Regions from separate parts of the Zea mays genome. Here regions 1 and 3 are each linked to region 2. A link is a contact called in public Hi-C data. All regions are on one chromosome and are shown on one strand. Each heading gives the region's core, a stretch centred on a gene start, on an enhancer-like site or on the middle of the called end of the contact. The rest is flanking DNA. Distances are from core to core; before and after follow the strand shown. Region 1 holds the start of LOC100217264. Region 2 holds the start of LOC100273704 (Leucine-rich repeat (LRR) family protein). Region 3 holds the start of LOC103629582 (serine/threonine-protein kinase).

Evidence for each region. Hi-C and Micro-C count contacts between places; a contact is called where the count stands out from the background.
Region 1: a contact with region 2 is called in a Hi-C map of leaf, with 4 times the contacts expected there. The contact joins the promoter of LOC100217264 here to the promoter of LOC100273704 in region 2. A contact is called at or near these places in 11 of 25 Hi-C or Micro-C datasets (bundle sheath, ear, endosperm and 3 more).
Region 3: a contact with region 2 is called in a Hi-C map of ear, with 8 times the contacts expected there. The contact joins the promoter of LOC103629582 here to the promoter of LOC100273704 in region 2. A contact is called at or near these places in 14 of 25 Hi-C or Micro-C datasets (bundle sheath, ear, endosperm and 4 more) and 1 of 3 datasets of contacts at active chromatin or transcription factors (leaf).

The regions. Positions count from the first base shown.
Region 1 is chr6:95,843,702-95,847,313 of Zm-B73-REFERENCE-NAM-5.0, forward strand. It overlaps LOC100217264, which reads left to right and starts at 2,090. Exons shown (of 20, transcript NM_001359568.1): 1 at 2,090-2,619; 2 at 3,011-3,150; 3 at 3,260-3,334. The coding sequence starts at 3,046.
Region 2 is chr6:95,642,651-95,646,251 of Zm-B73-REFERENCE-NAM-5.0, forward strand. It overlaps LOC100273704 (Leucine-rich repeat (LRR) family protein), which reads right to left and starts at 2,098. Exons shown (of 1, transcript NM_001148116.2): 1 at 1-2,098. The coding sequence starts at 2,026.
Region 3 is chr6:95,778,589-95,782,069 of Zm-B73-REFERENCE-NAM-5.0, forward strand. It overlaps LOC103629582 (serine/threonine-protein kinase), which reads left to right and starts at 1,591. Exons shown (of 4, transcript XM_008650658.2): 1 at 1,591-2,323; 2 at 2,435-2,704; 3 at 2,849-2,972; 4 at 3,073-3,481. The coding sequence starts at 1,916. The coding sequence ends at 3,404.

The sequences.
Region 1 (3,612 bases), core at 840-3,339, 200 kb after region 2:
GGTCGAACTGACAGTCACCAAGCTTCTTCTCGTCATCGATGAGCGACGACAACGCGAATGCCTCCTTCTCATGGAGTTTGTTCGGGGTTTGAAGTAGGAAACATGGATTCATGCTTGGCGTTGGTTTATGAAAATGACTCACAAGTCTGATCCATGGAAAAAAATATTACGAAGAAAAAATTTCACACATGCAAAAAAAGGGAATTTAAGTATAATGCATTATTCAAACAAAAGAAATAGCATGCAAAACTCTTCTTTAAATAATATTACCTCCATCCAAAAATATAATTCAAGAATATCGGTGATACTTATCTACTACTACGCATTGTGCAATGGTAGCAAGTGAGCTTAGAGAGAGATGTAGTAGATGTGTTTCCTGTCATAGATGTAGACATAAACACATATAGGTGGGTGCCTGTGCGTTGCAACGGAAACATTTAATATCATGATAACTTATGAACAAATGTGTGTTATACAGTTATGTGAAAATGTTTCGTAATTAATTTGTGATCCTAGCCATACATAAATTTTGTTATTTCAATCTAACTATTTCATCACTACATTGCAACCAACAGTACCGTGCAGACTTCTATACATGATAGCTGAATGCCCGTGCGTTGCAACGGGAATATATAATACCAGTATACTACGATAACTTATATACAAAATATGTGTTATACCGTTATGAGAAAATGTTTCATAATCAATTTGTGATTCTGGCCATACATAAATTTTGTTATTTATAATCTATCTGTTTCACCACTATATTGCAACCATCAGTATCATGCAGACTTTGATATATATCACGATTTGTATGGTCTCATTATTGGAGAGCACGTTTCACACATACTGGAAGAAATTCTCTCGTACATCGTTAGTCATTGGACACGTACCACCATACGCTTTTGCTTAAACAAAAAGGTAAGTGTGTGTTTGCAAGACTAATGGTCAAACATCGTATAACCACAAAGTTAGAATACTATATTAATATATTAAATAAATTAATCCAATAGACATAGATTAACCCAATTAACATAGGATAAATAAATATCTAATTATAAAAGTATGAAAATGGTATAATCAATGTTGTTACTGCGTAGTAAATATTCATACGAGACTAACACAACTAGAACGATTCAATTTGGAATTAAAATGGGGAAGTTACGAATTTCCAAAGTTTCTATGTATTTGATATAGGATTAATTAGGAAATCAATTTTATTTTTGTTTTCATGACAAAACATAGTATTATGTGATAAAAATAATATTATAGAATTATAGAAATTGGAACGAACTCATTTGGATTTAATATGAAATTTCCATGAATTAAATGGGTTTCTGCAATTATTTTTAAACTAAAAATCAATTTCTAAACTCCTTTTCCCTATTTTCTTTATTTCCTGGACTGCATCCCAAATTCCAGAAAGATCAGGGGCCAAGCTATAAATATTTTTCTAGACTCAGTGAGCATACAGAGTGGACGGTGGGTTAAACACAAAAGACGTTTTAGTTGAAGTTGTACATAATTCAACATGAGTCATGTTGGCTAGAGGGTGGAAGGCTAGACATTCTGCTCAATATGTGCGCGGAAAACTGGTGTGCGGGATTGGACGACTGAGATTGTAGAACGGTAGAATGGACGGCTGAGATCGCAGAATGACAGAACACAAAAAACAGGCTACTATTGCTAACTTAATAAGTAGTAGAGATTTAGAGCCTCAATTTTTTTTGTACTCCAACAGCTAGGCCTTAAATACTACTTAAGAAATAAATCACGTTATTAAAAAAAATAAATAGTTGTAAATTAATAAAAAATAAGGATAGTGCTTTAACATATAAAATATTATATTTATTATCCGATAGATCAAAACTTATAATTATTTAACGAATTTTATTAAAAAGTGCCGCGGTTGGAGGGTGTTTTATGGCCTCAATCCCTATATTTCAAAATACATAACTTGTTTAGGGCCTCTAAAATGCTCTAGGGCTCGTTCGATTATTCAGAAACCTACTCCGGGAAGGATTTCAGCTAGAATAATTGTATAATTTATAGTATAAATTGATAATCTGGAATAGTTCCTAGCCTTTTCCAGCCTAACCGCAAAACCATCCTGCCGTCCTGCTGGCAAGTGGCAACTGACGTCCTGCTGGCGAGCGCAAACTGGCACGGGTTCCTGCCTAAATCTGGAGGGCGGGCCTGATGCCTGCCTCGCCGCCGAGGATGGCGGAAGTCGCGCCCGGCGGTCCTGGAGCCCCGGCCGGGCCGCACGCACGAGCGGACGGCGGGACGCCACCAGTCCACCACCACCTCCCCTCCCCTCCACCCAACCCCCGCTGTCACCGCGCCACCGAGGGCAAAGCCGCGTCGCGAATAACCGTGGGGGCGTGCGCGCGTGCGTGCCTTTCTCCGTCCCTCCCCGCCCGCCCCACCTCCACCGCCCCATTCCCCACCTCGACGCGCGTCGCGTCTCTCCAGGTCGGAGGCGGAGGAGCGGAGGACGATCACCGGCGCGGACGCAGGCGTCCCGCATTCCCCCGATCCGGCCCCGCCTGACCCCCGCTGCCACGGCAGCTCGACCCGACCGACCAACTCGCCGGCCGGCAGGCGCCACGTAGAAATGTAATGCTCACATTCTATCCCACGTTCACACGCCGTTGTGTCGGTTCTGGCGTGTGCGCTAATGATCGGGATCGCTGGGGTGTGCGGGTGATCGATCGTGTCCTCATTTATTGATTTCCTTTTTGGGTCGATGCTGATTGATCATCGAATGCTGGTTAATGGGTATCGGTTTTGCAAACCTCTGGATGTTTTCAGTTCTAGTCTGTAGCTTCATTTGTTTGCGGTTGGCTTCAGTTGAAATCCCTGGTTCAGTTTTCACAATCTCACCCGAAATCCATTTGAATACCCCCACCCACACCCACACACACACTTTGATCAACCCAATATTGTTTTCATTGTTGTAATCTCTGGATCACGAGGTGTTTCTTACCGATGCCATTCTCACTGACAGACACGGCTCTTCAATTGTTAACGTAGAAGTATAGGATGGCTGTATCACTATGCTATTTCTGCCCCGGGCTCACAACACGGTCCCGGATGCCCGTGAAGCGGTACAAGAAGATCCTTGCTGAAATCTTCCCCAAAACACAGGTCGGGACATGCTGTGTCCGTTTTTTCCCTTTGTCGAATATGAGCATGTTGACGCTTGAACTGTGTTGCGGATTTATTTATTTAATGAGCATGTTTGTTTCGGTTGCAGGATGAAGAGCCTAACGAGAGAAGGATTGGGAAGTTGTGCGAGTACGCTTCGAAAAACCCTCTTCGAGTGCCAAAGGTTCACTCCCCTTGCTTCCTCATTGGAATTTCGTTGTTTCCATGCCAGGTGTGGAGGTTCTGACCTTTTGAGCGAATTGATCTTGCTGCTAAACTTAGACGACCCTTCAGAATACAGTTTGCTAGCTTTGTAGCTTCTGTAGTACTGATTATAAATGCAATCGAGGATCGAGTGGTATAACTTATCTTGAAACTGGAGATGCCTCATGGATCATTGTTCTAGGCCTCTAAACTTAATGTTTTCAGTATAGTTCCCTTGTCTCCTTGGTGCCCTCATTT
Region 2 (3,601 bases), core at 848-3,347:
GCGGGAACGTCGAACCTGGCGTGCCCGGAGTCGTCGGCGTGGATGGCAACGACCCTGGTGCGCCGGGGGTCGTCGGCGGGAATGTCGAACCTGGCGTGCCCGGAGTCGTCGGTGTGGACGGCGATCCTGGTGTGCCCGGCGGGTACGCTGATCCTGGTGTGCCGGGAGCCGTTGGCGTGTGCGGCGGCCAGACGCCACCGGGGTGCTCTGTGGGTGGTGGTACGCCTACGGGTTGACCCGACGGTGCCCACTGGGACCACGGCGGCGGCTGGTAGCCTGACGGCGGAGCCGAGCCACCATGGGACGAAGGCGGCATTGATGGCTTGGGGCTATTGCCGTCTGCGGGCGGCGACGGGTACGACGGCGTGGTGGAGCTCCCTGGTGGGGATGGGTGCGACGGTGTTGTGGAGCTCCCTGGCGGGGACGGGTGCGACGGTGTCGTGGAGCTCCCTGGTGGCGACGGGGTGGTAGAGCTCCCTGGCGGGGATGGGTGCGACGGTGTCGTAGAGCTCCCTGGTGGCGACGGGTATGCCGGTGTGTTGGAGCTCCCTGGCGGAGAAGGGTACGACGGCGTGTTGGAGCTCCCTGGCGGGGATGGGTGCGACGGTGTCGTGGAGCTCCCTGGTGGCGACGGTGTTGTGGAGCTCCCTGGCGGGGACGGGTGCGACGGTGTCGTGGAGCTCCCTGGTGGCGACGGGGTGGTAGAGCTCCCTGGCGGGGATGGGTGCGACGGTGTCGTAGAGCTCCCTGGTGGAGACGGGTATGCCGGTGTGTTGGAGCTCCCTGGCGGAGAAGGGTACGACGGCGTGTTGGAGCTCCCTGGCGGGGATGGGTGCGACGGCGTATTCGAGCTCCCTGGCGGGGACAGTGGCTGTGAAGGTCCACCGGGGCCCGACCCAGGCGGGCCGGACGTCGGAGGCGGCTGGCATTGCGCCGTCCTGCAGTCGAACGGCGCGGCCGCGGCGGCGCACTGTGGCGGTGGGCGCTGCGCAGGAGCGCCAGGGATGCAGTTCCAGCGCCCGTCAGCCGTGGCGACCGCGCACCCAGGGCGCGAGGTGAAGAAGTTGTCCTCGTAGGTGAAGTTCCTGAGCGTCCCCTGCAGGCCGCACACCGCCGGCGGCACGGGGCCCCTGAGCAGGTTCCCGGCGACGTTGAGCTGCTGGAGGGCGGCCATCCCGCCGACGGCGGGCGGGAGCGGGCCCTGGAGGTGGTTGCCGCTGACGTCGAACACCGTGAGCTTCGTGAGCAGGCCGACCTGCGGCGGGACGCAGCCGGTGAGGTCGTCGTCGATGAGGACGATCTCGTTGAGCGTGGCCGCCATCCTCCCTATCGACGGCGGGATGCAGCCGCCGAGGCGGTTGTGCGCGAGCACGAGCACGGAGGCCGGCGAGTTGCCGAGGTTGGCCGGGATGGGCCCGCGGAGGCGGTTGGAGTTGAGGAGGATGGCGTCGAGCGGGCGGTCGAAGAGCGGCGGCGGGATGGGGCCCTCGAAGTCGTTGAAGCGGAGGTCGAGGTAGCGGAGCGAGGGGAGCGCGAGCACGACGGCGGGGAAGGCGCCGACGAAGCGGTTGTTGCTGAGGTCGAGCTCGTGGAGGAGGCGCAGGTGGAGCAGCGTGTCCGGCAGCACCCCGCAGAAGCGGTTGGAGTTGAGGTGGAGCAGCGCCAGGTCGGGCACGCCGAGGGGGAGGTCGGCGGGGATGTGGCCCGCGATGTCGGCGTGGTTGAGGTCGATGCCGGCCACGGCCAGCGCCCCGTCGGAGGGCCGCGGCGCGCAGTAGATGCCGTTGTACGCGCACACGTTGGGGCCCGCCCAGTTGGAGGTGAAGTTGGACGGGTCGGAGAAGATGGCCGTCCGCTTCCACGCCTGCAGCGCCGCGTACGCCGCCTGCAGCGCCGGGCTCGTCGGCGGCTGCGCTGCTGCGGGGCGCGCGAGGGTGAGTGTGAGGAGGAGGAGGAGGAGGAGGAGGTTGCGCCACCCGCTGGTGATGCTGCCTCCTGCGCTGGAAGCGGGAGGAGCGGGGATCATGGCCGGCAGCCGCGGCGGTGTGCCGGTGGCGGCGCGGTGGTTTTGGTGGGGGAGAGACTGGAGAGAGAGGGGAGTGGACAGTGGAGTGAAGGAGGCGGGCGCGGGTGGCAGTGATGTGCAGCGCACGGTGTCCCTTTGTCAGGGGCGGGGTCAGGTCACATGGCAAGCGTAACTACGCGGAGGTCCGTGGGAGGTGCAGGTGCACGGGCCGGCGGGACGGGCGCCTGCGTGGCGCTCGGAGTCGTCCAACTTTTTTACACAGTTCTCCCGCGTCGTGATTAGTAATTAATGGCGGGGGCTTTGTAGTGTGCACCGCGCCCGCGTGCACTCGTGAATCTCAAGGCAGCTGGGTGCTGCTGCGGCCGTGCTGGACTACTCGAGTCGAGTTCAAAAGCTCCAGCCGAAGCTTCTGCGCTCGTCACACGCACGCAGCTAGCCCTAGCTAGCCTGGTCAACAGTTCCGTTCGTCTCGCTCTCGCCGACGACAAGGTAACGTACTGATAACGCCGGCGGCCACTGGCCGAGGCATGCCCACTTTCGTTCTCCTTGCGAGCCTGTAGCAGAGGCGTCCGGGTCCGGCTCTGCTTTCTTTCACCGCTTCCTGTAACGTTTTGGGTGCATTGAATTCAGTAGGGATAGGAACAGGTGGCCGGAGACGGCAATCAATTAAACATCTGCTCTGGCTCGCCCATACCTCTGACGGCCACGATTGTATTCAGAGTGGGAAGAAGCAGGCCCACGTGTCTGCCGGTTACAGCCACTACTGGGGTAAAGCTCACAAACTCAGAACGCTCTTTTTTTTCCTAATAAAATAACAAAATAAAAGACCTGCAAAGGATGGTACGCTCATACAGCATCCCCTTTTTTGAATAACCAGAAGAAAAAAAAAGAATACAGAGGAGGAGACGTTCGTACAGTGAGACGATGGGCCCAGTAGTCGCAGGTCAGCCCATACTCGACCGAGGCCCATACACAAAGTGAAATTGGCCGCCGTGCTGGGGTCTCCCGCCTGTCATATGTGACAATTTTTTACAAAACTTTATCAACTTTTTATCCCAGCTTTCACATATGATATCATCACGTGTCGATAAATTTTATTATCTTTTATCTTCATTTGTTTTTATGTGATTTGAAAAAAATAACTGGACCACAAGTTCGTGATTATGTTTTATGCACGAGTGTTCGAAATTCTGATCCGTATCTGAATACAGCCTTAACTTATCCTCAATAACATTAATATATTTTTCATTCATTTTTATATTATTTGAATGGCCTACATTTCAAATTTAAATTATCCAAACAAATTAATTAATTGAAATAAAATTATTAAATATAGTAAACACATCGACAAATGTGGCAAAACTTAACATGTAGTTCCAGGTGTTGTAGGAACACATAAGAAAAAGTTTGAGTGCAAGAAGAAGAAAAAAACTTTGCCGTGTGTCAAAAACGGACGTTAGGCAAAGGCACTTCCTTTGCCGAGTGCCACTACAGGTGTCACATCCGGATTTAAGGGACAAAGCCGGGTGCATCTCATATATACGCCAAAGAAGACAACACATATAATAATAGAGT
Region 3 (3,481 bases), core at 341-2,840, 140 kb after region 2:
GGGTACTGGGTTTTTAAAGCTATGCCGCCTAACCACCTGTCTTCCCAGAATCTCACTTGTGATCCATTCCTGATTTTGAAGGTTCCAAAGTGAAGAAAGTCTTGCTTCACCTTCATCAGTCCCGACCAAAAATGTGAGTCCCCTGGTTTCCATTCAACCTGTACTAGTGGTTTGGATCTAAGGTATCTGTTTCTAAGCAATTGTTACCACGTTCCTTCCGTAGTTAGGAGCTTAAACAACCATTTGCTTAGCAGGGCCCTATTCTTTAAATTGAGATCCATGATGCCCAAACCCCTTGGTCCTTAGGTTGACAAAGGATGTTCCATTTGGCTAGGCGGTATTTTTTTTATTCTCATCACTTTGCCAATAAAAGCGAGATCGGAAGTAATCAAGCTTTTTGAGGACACCCCTTGGAACAGGAAAAAAGGACATCATATACATGGGGAGACTATTCAAAACTGAGTTGATTAAGGTTAGCCTTCCCCCAATTGATAAATATTTTCCTTTCCAGCTACTAAGCCTTTTTTCAAATCTTTCCTCTACCTCCCTCCAATCAGTATTTTTGAACTTTCTATAATGAATAGGAATACCCAAATACCTTAGAGGGAACTCTCTTTTTTTACACTACAATTGCTCGTGATCTTGTGCTGCACCAAAGCACAATATTTCGCTCTTGTGAAAGTTGATTTTTAGTCCCGAGATTTATTCAAAGACAAAAAGCAACAATTTTATATTGCGAGCCTTCTCTAGATCATGTTCTAAGAATAGGATCATGTCATCCGTATATTGAAGGATAGATAAACCTCCATCTATTAAGTGGGGCACAACCCCACCGACTTGCCCTTCCATATTTGCCCTTTTGATTATTATAGCCAACATATCAGCTACAATATTAAAAAGGAGGGGTGAAAGTGGGTCTCTTTGCCTAAGGCCTTTCTTTATTTGAAAATAGTGACCTATCTCATCATTAACGTTTATAGCCACACTACCTCCCGACATGGTCTTTATTTAAGATATCCATCTTAGAAAGAAACCCTTCATCCGTAGAGTTTGGTACAAGAAAGGCCACTTAACCTTGTCGTATGCCCTCTCAAAATATATCTTGAAAGTTACCCATCAAACTTTCTTCTGTGTAGCTCATGGATTGTTTCATGTAGTACTTTAAAAGTTTATGGACTAGAACTACATAGCATGACAAGTTTAAGTATCCCCTTTGTATTTTAACAGCCTGACAAGTTTAAGTATCTGAATTGTATTTTACTCAAAAAGTTTGTTTAAAGGCCCGAATAGTTGCTGGCTTTTCACTTAGCTTTCTGTGTTCTAAATTATCAAGAACCTCGAGATCTTCTTTCTTTGAGCTTTAGCTATTGTTTGATGACGTCGAGCTTGAGCGCGCGCATGTCGTTGCCGCGCCGCCTGACGGCCTCGACAACATGGCAACATGCACGGAGCTGGCGCGTGTGGATCGCTCGCGTTGCCCGCCAAATTAAGGCAGGCGGCAGGGGGCGAGGCGGGCTGGGCTGGGGCTGCGCTGGGCTGGCCACCCAAAAGGTCGGACCGCCCCTGTTCCGACCATTCCTCCCTCCTCCCTGCCTATTCATTCATTCGTCGTCTCTCCCCAGCTGACCGCCGTGCCTCCTCCATCGGCAGCGACCCGGCCGAGAGCACGGCGTGTACCGTCTCCCCCCGTCGCGCGCGTGTGGTCGGAGGCCGTCGGCTGCCCCCGCCGGCCAGCGAGGGAAGACGAGGACGAACGAGCGAACGGCCAAATGATCAGCCACATACCGTTCTTCCGGAGAATTCATCGCTGGATCCTCCCTAGCTGCGGCGACGTCCACCAGCCGCGCCCGTCGTCCCGCCGTCGAGGTACGCACCTGGCCTCAAGGAGTCGGCGCCCTCGATTCCGCCGCTTTGCATGCATGCATGCTCAAGATATACATATGAATATGACCTGCGGTCGGTCCCGAGACTCCCGACGATCGCGCCGCGCGTGCACGCAGATGAGGCCCCGAGGCCGGCGGCGGCCCCTTCGAAGCTGAGGAAGGTGGGGTCGGAGGGGAAGCTGGTCCTGGCCGTGCCCAAGGACGTGGAGGAGTTCCGGACCATGTCGGCGCCGTACGGCCACCTCAGTCTCTTCTCGTACGACGAGCTCAGGAAGGCCACCGGCGACTTTAACCCGGGGCAGATCGTCGGCGAAGGAGGCTTCGGCGTCGTCTACAGAGGGCTCATCGACGGCGCCGTGCGCAAGGGGTACCCGCCGACCACGGAGGTCGCCGTCAAGGTGCTCAACCCGGAGGGGATCCAGGGTGACAAGGAGTGGCTGGTACGGGCAGCATCCTATCGATCCCTATATATGCACGCACGCACGCATGCATACCTCCATGAGCCATCACCACCCACGTCCGTCGTCCATGGATGACATACATGCGTGCAGACGGAGGTGAGCTACCTCGGGCAGTACAGGCACCCGAACCTGGTGGAGCTCATCGGCTACTGCTGCGAGGACAACCACCGGCTGCTGGTGTACGAGTTCATGGCCAAGGGCAGCCTGGAGCACCATCTGTTCCGCCGCGCCTGCAGCCTGACGTGGACGACGCGGGTAGCCGTCGCGCTCCACGTCGCCAGGGGCCTCGCCTTCCTCCACGGCTCCGACCGCCCCATCATCTACCGGGACTTCAAGACCTCCAACATCTTGCTAGACGCGGTTCGTCGCTAATCGTCACTGCATATTGCATTGCCTACGATCGTTCGTCTCGTGGATTCATCTTCGTCCCGGCCCGCGCCGGCGTCCACCATCAATTAAAAGGGCCAGAAACTAACCAACGACGTTCCTCTCTCGATCTGCCAGGAATTCAACGCGAAGCTATCGGACTTCGGGCTGGCCAAGGAGGGGCCGATGGGCGACGAGACGCACGTATCCACCAGGGTCATGGGCACCTACGGCTACGCCGCGCCGGAGTACATAGCCACCGGTAGGCACCGTCCGTTCTTCTTCCCTGACGACGGTGAGAGATCGCCGGCGTCCGGCGGCCGCCGGCGCTTCTCTGCAATATATGACGGAACGCAATGCAGGGCACCTGACGGTGATGAGCGACGTGTACGGCTTCGGCGTGGTGCTGCTGGAGATGCTGGTGGGGCGGCGCGCGCTGGAGCCGAGCCGGGCGGGGGCCCGCGACGGCAGCCTGGTGGACTGGGCGCGGCCCATCCTGATCCGGCCCAACAAGCTGGAGCGGATCCTGGACCGGCGGATGGGCAAGGTGGACCCGGAGATGGGGCTAGAGCGCGTGGCCCGCCTCGCCTACGACTGCCTCAGCCACAACCCCAAGGTCCGGCCCTCCATGGCGAAGGTCGTCGCCACGCTCGAGGCCGTCCTCGCCGCCGGCGACGCCGCCCCGCCGCGGTGAGACCGTAGGTTGTAGGGTCTGCATACGGCTTGATTAGGTGCGTACGGGGTAAATGCATGGACTAAGAAGGCATGTTT